3 separate regions of the Mus musculus genome follow, and regions 2 and 3 are each linked to region 1. The links are chromatin contacts, called in public Hi-C and HiChIP or PLAC-seq maps. All regions are on one chromosome and are shown on one strand. The core of a region is the stretch at or near the end of the contact, and the rest is flanking DNA. Distances in the headings are between cores, read along the strand shown.

Region 1 (3,753 bases), core at 252-2,751:
CTATCCAGGAACTTGCTCTGTAGGCCAGCTGGCCTCAAACTCAATGAGATCCACCTGTCTCCCTTCTCCAAGTGCTGGGTGCTGGGGTTTAAGGCATGTGCCAGCACTATCTGGATATGTGTGTGTGTGTAAATTAGTCTCCACTTGTGATTAAATAAAAAAGAAGGTGCCATGATAATGAGCAGGTGACCAGAGGGGAGCCGTAAATCAGATATCCGGGAGAGTTTTCCCACAGGGTTGAATGAGAAATCGGAGGAGAGTGAGAAAGAGGCTGGAAAACAGTTTCTAGAGACGTTGGTTATGCCTGACACAGAACCACCTTTGCTAATCGGTGCATGTGGCCCAGATGTATCAAAACTGTGGGTTGGGGAAGAACTTGGAGATCTCTATATACCTGCATGGTTTTCTCACATTAAGTTTTTGAGACAGAGTCTCATGTAACCCAGACTTGAACTTATAGAGCCAAGGACAACCGTGAACTTCTGATCCTCCCATCTCCCAAAGGCTGATATTACAAGTGCACCACTATGCCTACATACACACATATATGTGTATAGATGTATGTATATATATATACATATGTGCATATATGTATATATATATATATGTGTGTGTGTATGTATGTATGTGTATGAATATGTATATATGTGTTCATATATATCCTATATAATACATAGATTCACACATACATATATGGTTATGATTATGAATGGTATTAATAAAGTACAGATTATTAAAGCATGACCGAAGTCACAGTACACACATACATGCAGCCGCATACACGCAGGCACACACCTATCATTAGAAGATAAGAGACAGAGACAGTTCTGTGTGTGAGTGTGAATGAAGAGTCCTTAAAGGTCTCAGGAGAAGCTGGACGTGGTGGCGTATGCCTACAGTGCCAGCACAGGAGCTGGAGTCAGAAGAACCTCGAGTCTCGTGCCAGCCTGGCCTACGCAGTTCTTAACTGTGTCCCCATTTTGAGAAGTTTCAGGAGCAGAAGGGTGAGGACACAGGTTCAGGGATGTCCTTAGTTCTGTGTTAATTTTCCTGTGTCTTTGCTGCTTTAAACATTTGTGTTAAATGTTGAATGTTCCTGTAGAAACAACACATGCTTTTCATTTTTCCCAGATTTATTAAGATAAAATTGACAAATATATTTATGAGGCACATAATTCAATGGCTAAATAGACAATTTTCTCTTTAAAAAAAAAAAAAGAATTCCGAAGTGACTGTAGTTTTTTTTTTTTTTTTTTTTTGAGACAGGGTTTCTCTGTATAGCCTTGGCTGTCCTAGAACTCACGTTGTAGGCCAGGCTGGCCTCGAACTCAGACTTCTGCCTGCCTCTACCTCCCAAGTGCTGGGATTAAAGGCATGCACCACCACACCCAGCTACAAAACATCGTTGTTAACTACAGACGGAAGTTTGAGTTCGAGGCCAGCCTGGTCTACAGAGTGAGTTCCAGGTCAGCCAGGGCTAAAAGAGAAACCCTGTCTCGAAAAACCAAAATCAAACTGAAACAAAACAAAACAATGCAGTTCTGTACTGGACTCTGGGCATCTGCTAAGAGAGGTCATAACCTAAACAAAATCAAAGACAAAAGGCAAAACGCAAAGGCTATTTTAAGATCAGAGTTTGAAGAGTTTACACGTATTTGGTCTTAGAAGATGAGAAAGCAAGCAGCAGACACGGAGGGCATGTTCTGCATGCTTGCTTTGATGAGGTGGACATAGGCACGCTGACTCACCTCTGAGTGCACTGTGACTTGATTCCCATGACTAATAATGTACCTATGTTCTGCCTCATGGGTGGCTTGTTTTCCTCTCCTTTCTGGCTTAGCATGACTTTTGTCCACTCTTAGGATTTAAGGATTTCACTGTATATGTGTATATATGTGTGTGTGTGTGTGTGTGTGTGTGTGTGTGTGTGTTTGTGTATTTCAGCTTCTTTCACTTATATTGCTGATTTTGCACTATTTAAAATTCAGTTTAAACCACCTTTTCCCTATATCCCCATATGTTCAGTGATTATCAACTTATCTTCTATCAATGATCTGTCTGTCTGCCTGTCCTATCATCTATCTATCTATCTATCTATCATCTATCTGTATTCTATTATCTAGCTATCCATTGTCCATCTTCTTCCTTTGTGGGCAATTTTTGAATTTTCACCTTTGGAAGGGATTCTGTGACCTACAGTTCCGTGAGGCACTCGATTCCCCTGTTCCAAGAATTACTTTTCTGACAACAGATGTCTGAGTATCTCTGGGTGACAGATTCCCTTGCCCTCAGCCATGGGCTCAGGAGTTGAGCTTATGACCTGTCCCTCAGCCACAAGAATAGGCTCAGTGGTGGGCTTGTGATCCATACAGACCCAAGGACATGCCAGAGTTGTTGCCCTAAAGCTGTACTTCTGAGAGACTTGCACTTTGTCTTTGAAGGATTTAAAAAAATAAGTTATAAAGGTAATGCTGGGAAAACCATCTTGTCCCCACAGGGTGCCCCAGAATGAGCCACATAAGGAAATCAGAATGGAACCAAAAGACAGAAGCAATAGAAAAGCAAAGTTGAGTTTGGGCAAGCTCATTGAAACTCTACTCCTGCCTGTTCTGCATCTGTTTTTTTTTTTTTTTTTCATTTCAATTCTGCACCACCCCATATATGCACATGCGAACATACACACATGCACCATTCATTCTAGTTACCTAGTGAGGGAGCCTGCTGCTTTCTGCTTGCATGAATCCCATGGGTTCTTGGGATAATAAGAGCCTACACGAATGGAGAGAGCATTCACTTGTGCAGGGCCCCATGCTGGAGGTTTTACATAGGTGTCAAGACTTTCAGTGGTCAGTGGAGCGCTTCTGTTTTAACCTTCAGTTTTCTGTGGCACCAAACTACAGAATGACAAGAACAAAACTCTTCTGTGACTGCTAAACAGAAGACTCAGGGCTTAGTCTTTGTTTTCAGAGTCAAGGCTGTATTACTAACATTCTTTTTTGTGACTATCTATCTGTTTGTCATATCTATTTATAATTTATTTGTTTATAGTTTTGCAGTGTGTACTGTGTATGACACACGTGTGTGACTCACACTTGTGAATGTGCAGGTGTGCACTTGGAAGGCAGAGCAAGCTCTCAGGAGTTCTCCTGCCCTCCCCCCACCTTATTGCCTTGAGATAGGGACTCTCACTGAATTGGAGTTCACTGCTTCAGCTAAACTGTTTCAGTGAGCTCTTCAGATCTGCGTGTCTCTGCCCCTGCTCCCCAATCCCCTGGGCTGGGCTTCCAAGCCTGCAGAGCCACACCCAGTTCTGTTTGATGTGGAGATTCAGACTCGGAGTCTCATTTTTGAACACTGAGCTCTCCATGACTGAGCCATCTCCTCAGACTCCCCTTTTTGTGACTCTTTATTCCCTTCACTTATTCTCCACGTGCAGAATGTTGTTGGTGGGGAATCGGAAACCCTGAGTAACTGATGTCTTTCAAGAGTCAGGTAGCTCAAGGTTTGGATCTGAGAGCTGGCTACAAAGAAATTGAAGACTGAGTGCTAGATCGAGGCTGTGTGGAGAAGGAACAAGGGTTAGGGGTGCAGTTCAGTTTGTAGAGCACTTGCCTAGCTTGTTTAAAAGTCTGGATTTGATCTCCAGCACCGCACACAACCTGGCCTGGTGCCTGGCACATGTGTGCTGTCCCATCTCGGAGCAGGTTGTAGTGGGAGACCAAGCCATCCCTGGCTGTTTAGGAAGTTTGGAAT
Region 2 (3,891 bases), core at 772-3,271, 160 kb after region 1:
GTCCCTGTGGCATTTACACAAGGCACCTGCAGGATTCTGGGAAATTACCAAGATGTCAAAGAACATATCTTAAAAGCAAAGAGAAAACAGGGCCTGCATTGAAGAATCCCTTTACCTAGAGGCTACATCTGGATGTCCTTTGCTGGCCTGGCACTCAGGAGGTTCTAATGTATTAGGATGGGAGATGTCTGAGCTCTAGTGTCATTAGCTGTCTAAGCAGCAACAAGGGTCAGGATCAGTTTGCATGTGCCTAGGCTCTTGAGGACAGAAAAGGACCATGCTACCAAGAAGCCATTCTTGGTCCTTTTTCCATAAGCTCAACCCATACTCTCTTTGTAAATGTAATTTTGAGTTTTCATTAAGCCTTCAAGGGATAATTTTAAGTAGGATTTGTTTTTGCCTTGTTAAGGAGAATAGCTTCCTAGGCATCTGGTCATTATCATTTGTTTAAGAAGTCTCAAAAGAGACCTTATTGAATTTCAAAAAAAACCACAGTTCCAAGGTTCTAATTTTCTTTCTCATTCTAAAAAATCAAATGAGACAGAGTTTAATTCAAAACCCAACAGGCTAAAAGGCCTGTGGATGATGGATAGATTCAACCTATGATCTCTTTGCAAAGACAAAAATCTGTGCTCATTCTGTTTGTTTGTTTGTTTGTTTGAGACAGGGTTTATCCGTGGAACCCGGGCTGTCTTGGGACTTGCTTTGTAGAACAGGCTGGCCTTGAACTCACATTAATCTGCCTACCTCTGACTCCCAAGTGCTAGAATCAAAGGTGTGTACCAGCTCATCTGGCTGTCCATTCACCTTTTAACTGCATGGAAAGAATACACTACCTTTGAATTATGGAGGCCAAGCTCTGTCTTGACCTATCTTCTCTACTTCCTGTTTCATACTCTTAGTGAGTTATTTTTACCTCTCTGAGCCTTAGCTTTTTATCTGGTAAGCAAGCATAGTAATTTTGACCTTCCATGGTGGTGTGAGCAAAGCCAGGAACTGTAGGTACAGCCCCTAACCTTATGCATGACATTAAACTCATGGTAAACGTTGGGTTCTGTCCCTTCCTCTGTTACCAAGCCTGTGCATAGTCAAGGCTGAAGATGAAAGCTCCCTTCTTTTCCTTCATTTAGGGGCATCAAAAAAAATCCTTGGCTTTTAAGAACCTGGGTTGTTTATTGCATGAGTTTTCACACTAACCATGTAAGAAGCACAAAGGACAATCTAGACATGTTCATGAATATGGTCTGAAAAGCATGGCAATAAAAACAGTAGGAAGTGACAAGGAACATACTGTATGTATCATTTATAAGCAAGGGCACTTTCTACATGCACACTGCAGGTGCACATGAGTTTCTAAACTGCATCTTCTTCCTAAGGACAGGGCAGCTTCAGTTAATGATGTAGTCTATTTCCTCCATGGCCATGTTTTATATATATGTTTTCTTTTAAAGGGGGGAATGAACAGTCGAAAAATAATAGGCTGCCTAATCTTTGCAGGATAGGAATGGAAATTTGTGCATTTGTAAATTCTCCTATGATTTAGGCTTGGGGTCATTTTTATCCACTTCAACTACAAGTTCATTTCTAAAGCCCTTTTAGTGATATTGAAGAAGCAGAGATTAATGCTAACGATGGCAAACAGCAAAAACCACCATGGGCTTACCTACAGAGGACTAACCCCATCCCCTTCTGCTTCACGATGACCTCTGGGCAATGTGCTGTTCCTTACAACGAATCAGCCCCAAACAAAACAAGAGCAGGTGAAAAGTTTAGGACGTGGAAAATATGTGGCATATGTTCTTGAAGTAATGATTTTTTTTTCTTTTGCAATAAAAATGACCAATGTCCTAGATAGGATGATGGCATTGACTTAATGAACCAAGCTTCAGAAGCATAAAACCACTTCATTATAAAAAAGGAGAACAGTAAGAGTAATAGCCAAGCTAAGTAAGCAAGCATGACTCTTTATGCATCCACGGGCATCCATTTATAAATTCCAAAGTGATGACTGCTCATCGAGTGACCCCAGCACTCTGCATTCTTACTAGTGTGGCGATGATGACGCACCATGCAGGCTTCCCTGTGCTATCTGTCAGGCAGTTAGCTTGGGTCACCTGTACAAGCCTGTGACTTCTCAGCCTCCTGGATCTGGCAATCATTTACCCTTCTGCAACTCACTTTTGCCCCTAATAGCCCCATGAATTTCAAAGTCAATCATTGCCAAATCTGGTATAGTCGCTACTGTAAAAATGCTTCTTTCTTGCTTTTCGTTTTGTTTTGTTTAAATTATGTATTTGAAATCTGTATTCCATATGAAGCTTTCCTCAATGAATTGCTGTTATCCTAGCCTATGACATGGGACATATTCTCAGGCTTTAGAGAATAGGAATTCCTCTTTCTGGGAGTGGTACAGGGAGGAATAATTAGCTGGGGAGGATGTTCTAGCAGCATCTTTATGGAGGCAGCAAGGCTAAGACCTTCATCTTTGGCAGGAGGAGTTTGTAGCCATTTATTCCTGTGCGGATGGTGTTACCAGGCCAGTGATTGATGGGGGAGGTTATACCTTGACTATAGAAGAGGAGATTTGACTGGACACCTGTTCAGCACTAAGACACCATGAGAACGGGACTGCTTTTGAGCACAGGAAAACAGTTTTGAAAACAGGAGCTATGTAGTTGTTGACATCAGCACCCACCTTCCCCCACACAAAGGGGCTCTAACTGACTCTCTGGTTTCTGTGTGAATTGTAGTACGTAGGGCATGAGCAGGAGGAGAAATCTGACAACTCTCTCTGCAGCCATCTCTTGTCTATATGTTATTATTAATGTATCACCATCATCTGAAAAGTGTGCTAAAGACACATTTATAAACTCCTCAAACCTGGAGATTCTGATTTAGTAGAGTGAAGGTAGGGCCCTAAACCCCACCTCTACCCGCTCTCTCCATTATATCTTCTCTCCCTCTGCTGTCTCTGCCTTTCCTACAGTGTATACGAACATTGTCCATGTTTGCTATGTGCTCTCTCTCTCTCTCTCTCTCTCTCTCTCTCTCTCTCTCCTTTCTCATTTTGGAACACTTTGTGTGCTCACGCTGTTCTTGGATTGAACTATTGTGAGTGCTGGGCTTTCAGGTAGGAACAGGTGTCCAGCAGGAACCAATATCGGAAAGGCATCTCGGGATACTGCAAAGCATCTCCAATTACTACGAATTGCAATAGAGAAGAGGAGTCTTTTCTGGGTGTTCTCTCTGGACCATCTAGTTAGTAAGAAGGGAGAAAAGTCCCTTGTGAGCCAGGCCTGGCTAGAGAGGCTATAGGCTCCATGCTGCCAGGATAAAATCTAACAGCTTCCTTGTGTGGAGGGAGGTTGAATCATTTCCAAACACCATTGGTCAGTTTCAATGAGAAACAGTAAACAGGCAGGCCTATAGAACAAATGACATTTGGTAGGAAAAGAGCTCCAGGGTCCAACCTGTTAGTAGGAAGGAAAGAATTAAACCAAAGCATACAGAGTTCCTACATTACATTCCTCTTACTACATTCCTAAACTGTAACAAGCATTTATCTTGTGAACAAAGAGGTAGCATTAGTTTGCATATGAAGAACCTGAGGCGGATGGAACCAGCAGGTCTTAGCCAGCCCACACATTAGAATCAACTGGAAGCAGATAGGTGGGCCATGAAAGATTACTTCAGGAGTGACCCACATCTCTAGATATATAGAGATCTGGATTTACTACTTGAATATTGATATCCTTAAAGAGTCTTGGAAATGTACAGGGAGGGGTGAGTTTCATGGTTATAGGCTGGATTCATAGGATTAAAGCGACTTCCAGATCTCTATGCAGAGTCACAGTACCCTCCTTAGACATGGGTTGGGGAGAGTTCCCAAAA
Region 3 (3,835 bases), core at 494-2,993, 240 kb before region 1:
AGATAAGACCATTATAGCATAAAATTATAATTACAGATATAGTATTTTCTACATGGAGATAGCAAACAACTTGAATGTGTGTGTGTGTGTGTGTGTGTGTGTGTGTCTCATTGACCTTGGCAGTCAAAAGTGTGTTGTGTTCCAAGTACACAAAGCTATCAAGCAGTGGCAGTCTCCTTGATACCTCAGATTGCACTTGTTTCCCCTTTGTAATTGCTTTCTCATTTCAAAAGAGAAAACGGTACTTGGCTGTTGATTCACTCAGCTGTTACCTAGAAATTTCCACTTTGAAAGGGGTGCCAAATGCAAACTTTGTGTCTACTTCTTTTTCTATAAAAATATTTATAATTTTTTTGCATCTAATTCTATACATTGTCCTCTCTTGCTTCTTCCATAAATATTACTTACAAAACTTTTATATAAAAGCCACAGTACTAGGTGCTAGGATTATGAGAAACTTAATCTTTTGCTTATCTTGTGGGAGGCAAAGAATGGCTGCTCCTAGCACATGCAATCCACTTTTCAGTGATGAGAGAACGTAAGGTGGACATCTTCCCACAGAACACAGGGGAGAAAGCAGTGGGGAATACAGCAATAGTCTACTGCCTTTTGCCTTATCCACAGAATTGTGTAGCTATAAAATGTGGATCCATTTTGAGGCAGTACACTATTTTCTGTTTTCCAATGCTATGGTAGCGAGGTCTAACTCCATAAACCAGGCTTTGAAGTCCAACTGCCTCACCTCACAAGTATTCAGCTTACAGACATATACCAACATATCCAACTCTTACCTTTAGTTCCTAAGAGTACCCAAAGCAGATCTTCCTACCCCAACGAACAAAAGTTGTAACTCTAAAGAGAGATTTGTTTACACTTATTGGAAAAAAAGTCATACATTATATTGTTCATTGTTTTTCTCCTCCCCAATTCCTCCCAAATCCACCAGCTCCCTACTCACCTTACTTTTAAATTTTTCTTTCTTTCTTTAAAAAAAAAAAATCAAAAAACAAAACAAGAAATAGACATACCATAAATTGGAGCTTGAAATAAACAAGAAAAACAACAATCATTTTTTAAATCCCAAACATGTAAAATGAGATAAAAAGTCTACAAAAATACCACTGGCTTCATTTTTGTTGGCCATCTAGGTATGAAGCATTGTTAATACTTAGTGAGATTCTACTCCATTGGAATAAAGCCGTTGCTTCTTTTCCAGTGGGAATTAATTGCAGACAGTGTCTTGGTCAGGGATATAAACCCATATCATTTTCTCCTCTTATTGCTGTACCAGTTTGAGGTCTTTTCCAGGCTGCCACAGTCTCTGCATCCGTAAGATACTCTTTCCTTAGTCATCCGTCACCTCTGGCTCCTATAAATCGTTCTGTCTCCTCTTCAGCATAGATCTAAAAGGATACTTTTTACTTGAAAGAAATTTTTGATTTAAGAGAAATTCATGATATAAAGTATGTGTTTCTACACTGAACTTCTGGCTGTATTTCCCTATGAGGCATTTATACTGAAGGAAAAATCGTATATATGTGTGTGTACATGTACATGTGTGCAAACTCTTCTCCATGGCATTGTACATGTACATGTGTGCAAACTCTTCTCCATGGCAGGTGCCTGTACTTCCCATATTTCAAAGTCACATGTTGCAGAATATCTGATCATACTATGAACCCTGAGATTGTGTTATTTACTGGGAAAAACAAACCTGTTTCTAGTTGTGGTTTGGCTTGCCCTTTAACCAGTCTGGCTAGAATACAGACACACCCTTAGTACACAATCAATGAAGGTGAGGTTAGTTTGTAGGAGGAAACATCCATGTGTGAAAGTGATGCCTAATTGAGTAGCAGACAAAGTGACAAATCAGAAAAAGACTTGACAGAGTAGGATATCTCCGACTCTCAGGAGAGCAGAGAGGGAAAGGAAGCTCCTTAAGGGGCAGTTTTACCGGGACAGTTGTACAGAGGCAGGCTGCAGAGAGACAAGCTAGACAGAGGTGAAAACAGAACAAGCCAGAGAATGCGAAGCAGCCAGAAGATTAGGACAGATTACTAGAGTTAGTTTGGGGCCAAGCAGAGCAAAAGTCAGAGGCCAAGAGAGATGCCAGATAGAATCAGTCAGCTTGGAGAGTTTTGAGCCAGAACAGCTGAGTTGAGCCAGGTAGCCAGAGATCAGAAAGATCTAGAAAGGGTGAGCTTATTTAGCAGTAAATCTCAGAGGCTGAAACATTCTAGGCTAGATTAGATTGTATGGAGGCCAGAAGCTTCCAGGACTAGCCTAGGTTAGCAGACTGTGGCAAATAAACCTCCAAGACTTACGTCAGGTGACAATTAGGTCAGGTGAATGAAAGTTAAAGATGACGTCACGTTCAGATGTGACTGTCTAAGCGTTTGTGCTTTTATTTCCCTCCCCACTGTGTTTCAGTTCTTTTTCAGTGCTGTGGATGGAGCCCAGAGCTTTGCATGTGCTAGGCATATGCTAGACATGTGCTGTTTTCTGAGCTATATCCCCAGGTCAGGTCTGCAGGTTTGTACACCTTTGCATATCTCCCTTCACATCGGCATCTGCTTCTCTGCTTGTGCACATCATCAGAATACTCAGCCACAGTTCTCAGCTATGTGTTTATAACAAAATTTCTAATTCACATGGTTGAATCAGTCCAAAAGTATGTTTTCTATCCTCTTAACTGCCTTATCCATCTTTAACATCTCTCTTGTTGATGGCCTTTAATTTCAACTTTCTTTTTATCAAAATAGCCCAAGGCACCTCTGTTTGTCTAGCTGAGCATTACTGGGGAGAAAATCCCATTAGCAGCACCAAGTACTTCTAATTCGTTGTTAGCAGCCTCCAGTGGGGCACCGCTGGGCTTTTCCCCCTGATCCTTCCAGTCTCCTGAGAGCTGTTTTAGGCCTTCCCTCCCTTCCTCTGGCTACAAACCTCCAACTCACACTTCTCACTTCTGTCAACTCACTTGATGCTTCACTTGACAAAGAAAATGGGAATTCTCTTTAGAGGATTCCAGCCTGGAAGCCTAAACATATACCTGGACCCATTCTGATTTATTTGTGTTTTTACTGGTTTTGTCGGGAAGTAGCAGAAAACGCATATAGGAACGGTCTCAGGCAGGGCCACTGTTGCTGTGATGACACATGTCGGACAAGAGCAGAGGAAAGGGTTTATTTGCTTACACTTGTACGTCACCTTTCGTCATCACCAAAGGAAGTCAGGAAGTCAAACAGGGCAGGAACTAATGCAGAGCCATGGAGAGGTGCTGATTTGCTGCTTGCTTCTCGTGGCTAACTCAGTTTGATTTCTTTTTGTTTGTTTGCTTGGTTTTTTTATTTGTTTTCTTTTTATTGAATATTTTCTTTATTTACATTTCAAATGTTTTCTCCTTTCCAGGTCTCCCCTTCAGGAACCCCCATCCCATCCTCCCATTCCCCTGCCTCTATGAGGGTGTTCACCCACCCACCCACTCCCTTCCTCCTACCCTGGCATTCCCCGACATTGGGGCATCGAACACCCTCAGGCCCAAGGGTCGCTCCTCACTGATGTCCAACAACACCATCCTCTGCCAATATGCTGCAGGAGCCATGGGTCCCTACAAGTGTACTCTTTGATTGGTGGTCCAGTCCCCTGGAGCTCCAGAGGAGCTCTGGCTGGCTGTTGACACTGTTGCTCCCCCAATGAGGCCGCAAGCCCCTTCAGCCCCTTCTGTCCCTTCCCCAATTCCTCCATCCAGGACCCCATGCTCAGCCCAATGCTTAGCTGTGATCATCCGCCTCTGTATTTGTCAGGCTCGGGCAGGGCCTCTCAGGAGACAGCCATG

Evidence for each region. A called contact is a pair of places that touch in the nucleus more often than the background predicts. HiChIP or PLAC-seq counts read pairs in DNA pulled down with a chosen protein or histone mark.
Region 2: a Hi-C map of pancreatic cancer cells shows a contact between it and region 1. The contact joins two enhancer-like sites. A contact is called at or near these places in 3 of 484 Hi-C or Micro-C datasets (embryonic fibroblasts, embryonic stem cells and pancreatic cancer cells) and 2 of 115 datasets of contacts at active chromatin or transcription factors (embryonic stem cells and pancreatic cancer cells).
Region 3: a contact with region 1 is called in a FOXA1 HiChIP or PLAC-seq map of pancreatic cancer cells. The contact joins two enhancer-like sites. A contact is called at or near these places in 2 of 484 Hi-C or Micro-C datasets (embryonic stem cells and nephron progenitors), 2 of 115 datasets of contacts at active chromatin or transcription factors (embryonic stem cells and pancreatic cancer cells) and 2 of 9 other capture datasets (adipose tissue and embryonic stem cells).

What each region holds. Positions count from the first base shown.
Region 1 is chr14:99,372,125-99,375,877 of GRCm38.p6, forward strand. No RefSeq gene overlaps it. Among named protein-coding and RNA genes, the nearest start is that of Klf5, 75 kb to the left of the region's middle. Within about 2 kb of position 1,502, at least 27 of the 459 cell types and tissues checked have an H3K27ac peak or open chromatin away from gene starts, as enhancers often do. A contact at or near this core is called in embryonic fibroblasts and pancreatic cancer cells, where this site is marked.
Region 2 is chr14:99,533,885-99,537,775 of GRCm38.p6, forward strand. The region is part of intron 1 of Gm41230 (predicted gene, 41230); the gene reads left to right. Among named protein-coding and RNA genes, the nearest start is that of Gm41230, 14 kb to the left of the region's middle. Within about 2 kb of position 2,022, at least 31 of the 459 cell types and tissues checked have an H3K27ac peak or open chromatin away from gene starts, as enhancers often do. A contact at or near this core is called in embryonic fibroblasts and pancreatic cancer cells, where this site is marked.
Region 3 is chr14:99,127,543-99,131,377 of GRCm38.p6, forward strand. The region is part of intron 5 of Pibf1 (progesterone immunomodulatory binding factor 1); the gene reads left to right. Among named protein-coding and RNA genes, the nearest start is that of Dis3, 30 kb to the left of the region's middle. Within about 2 kb of position 1,744, at least 15 of the 459 cell types and tissues checked have an H3K27ac peak or open chromatin away from gene starts, as enhancers often do. A contact at or near this core is called in pancreatic cancer cells, where this site is marked.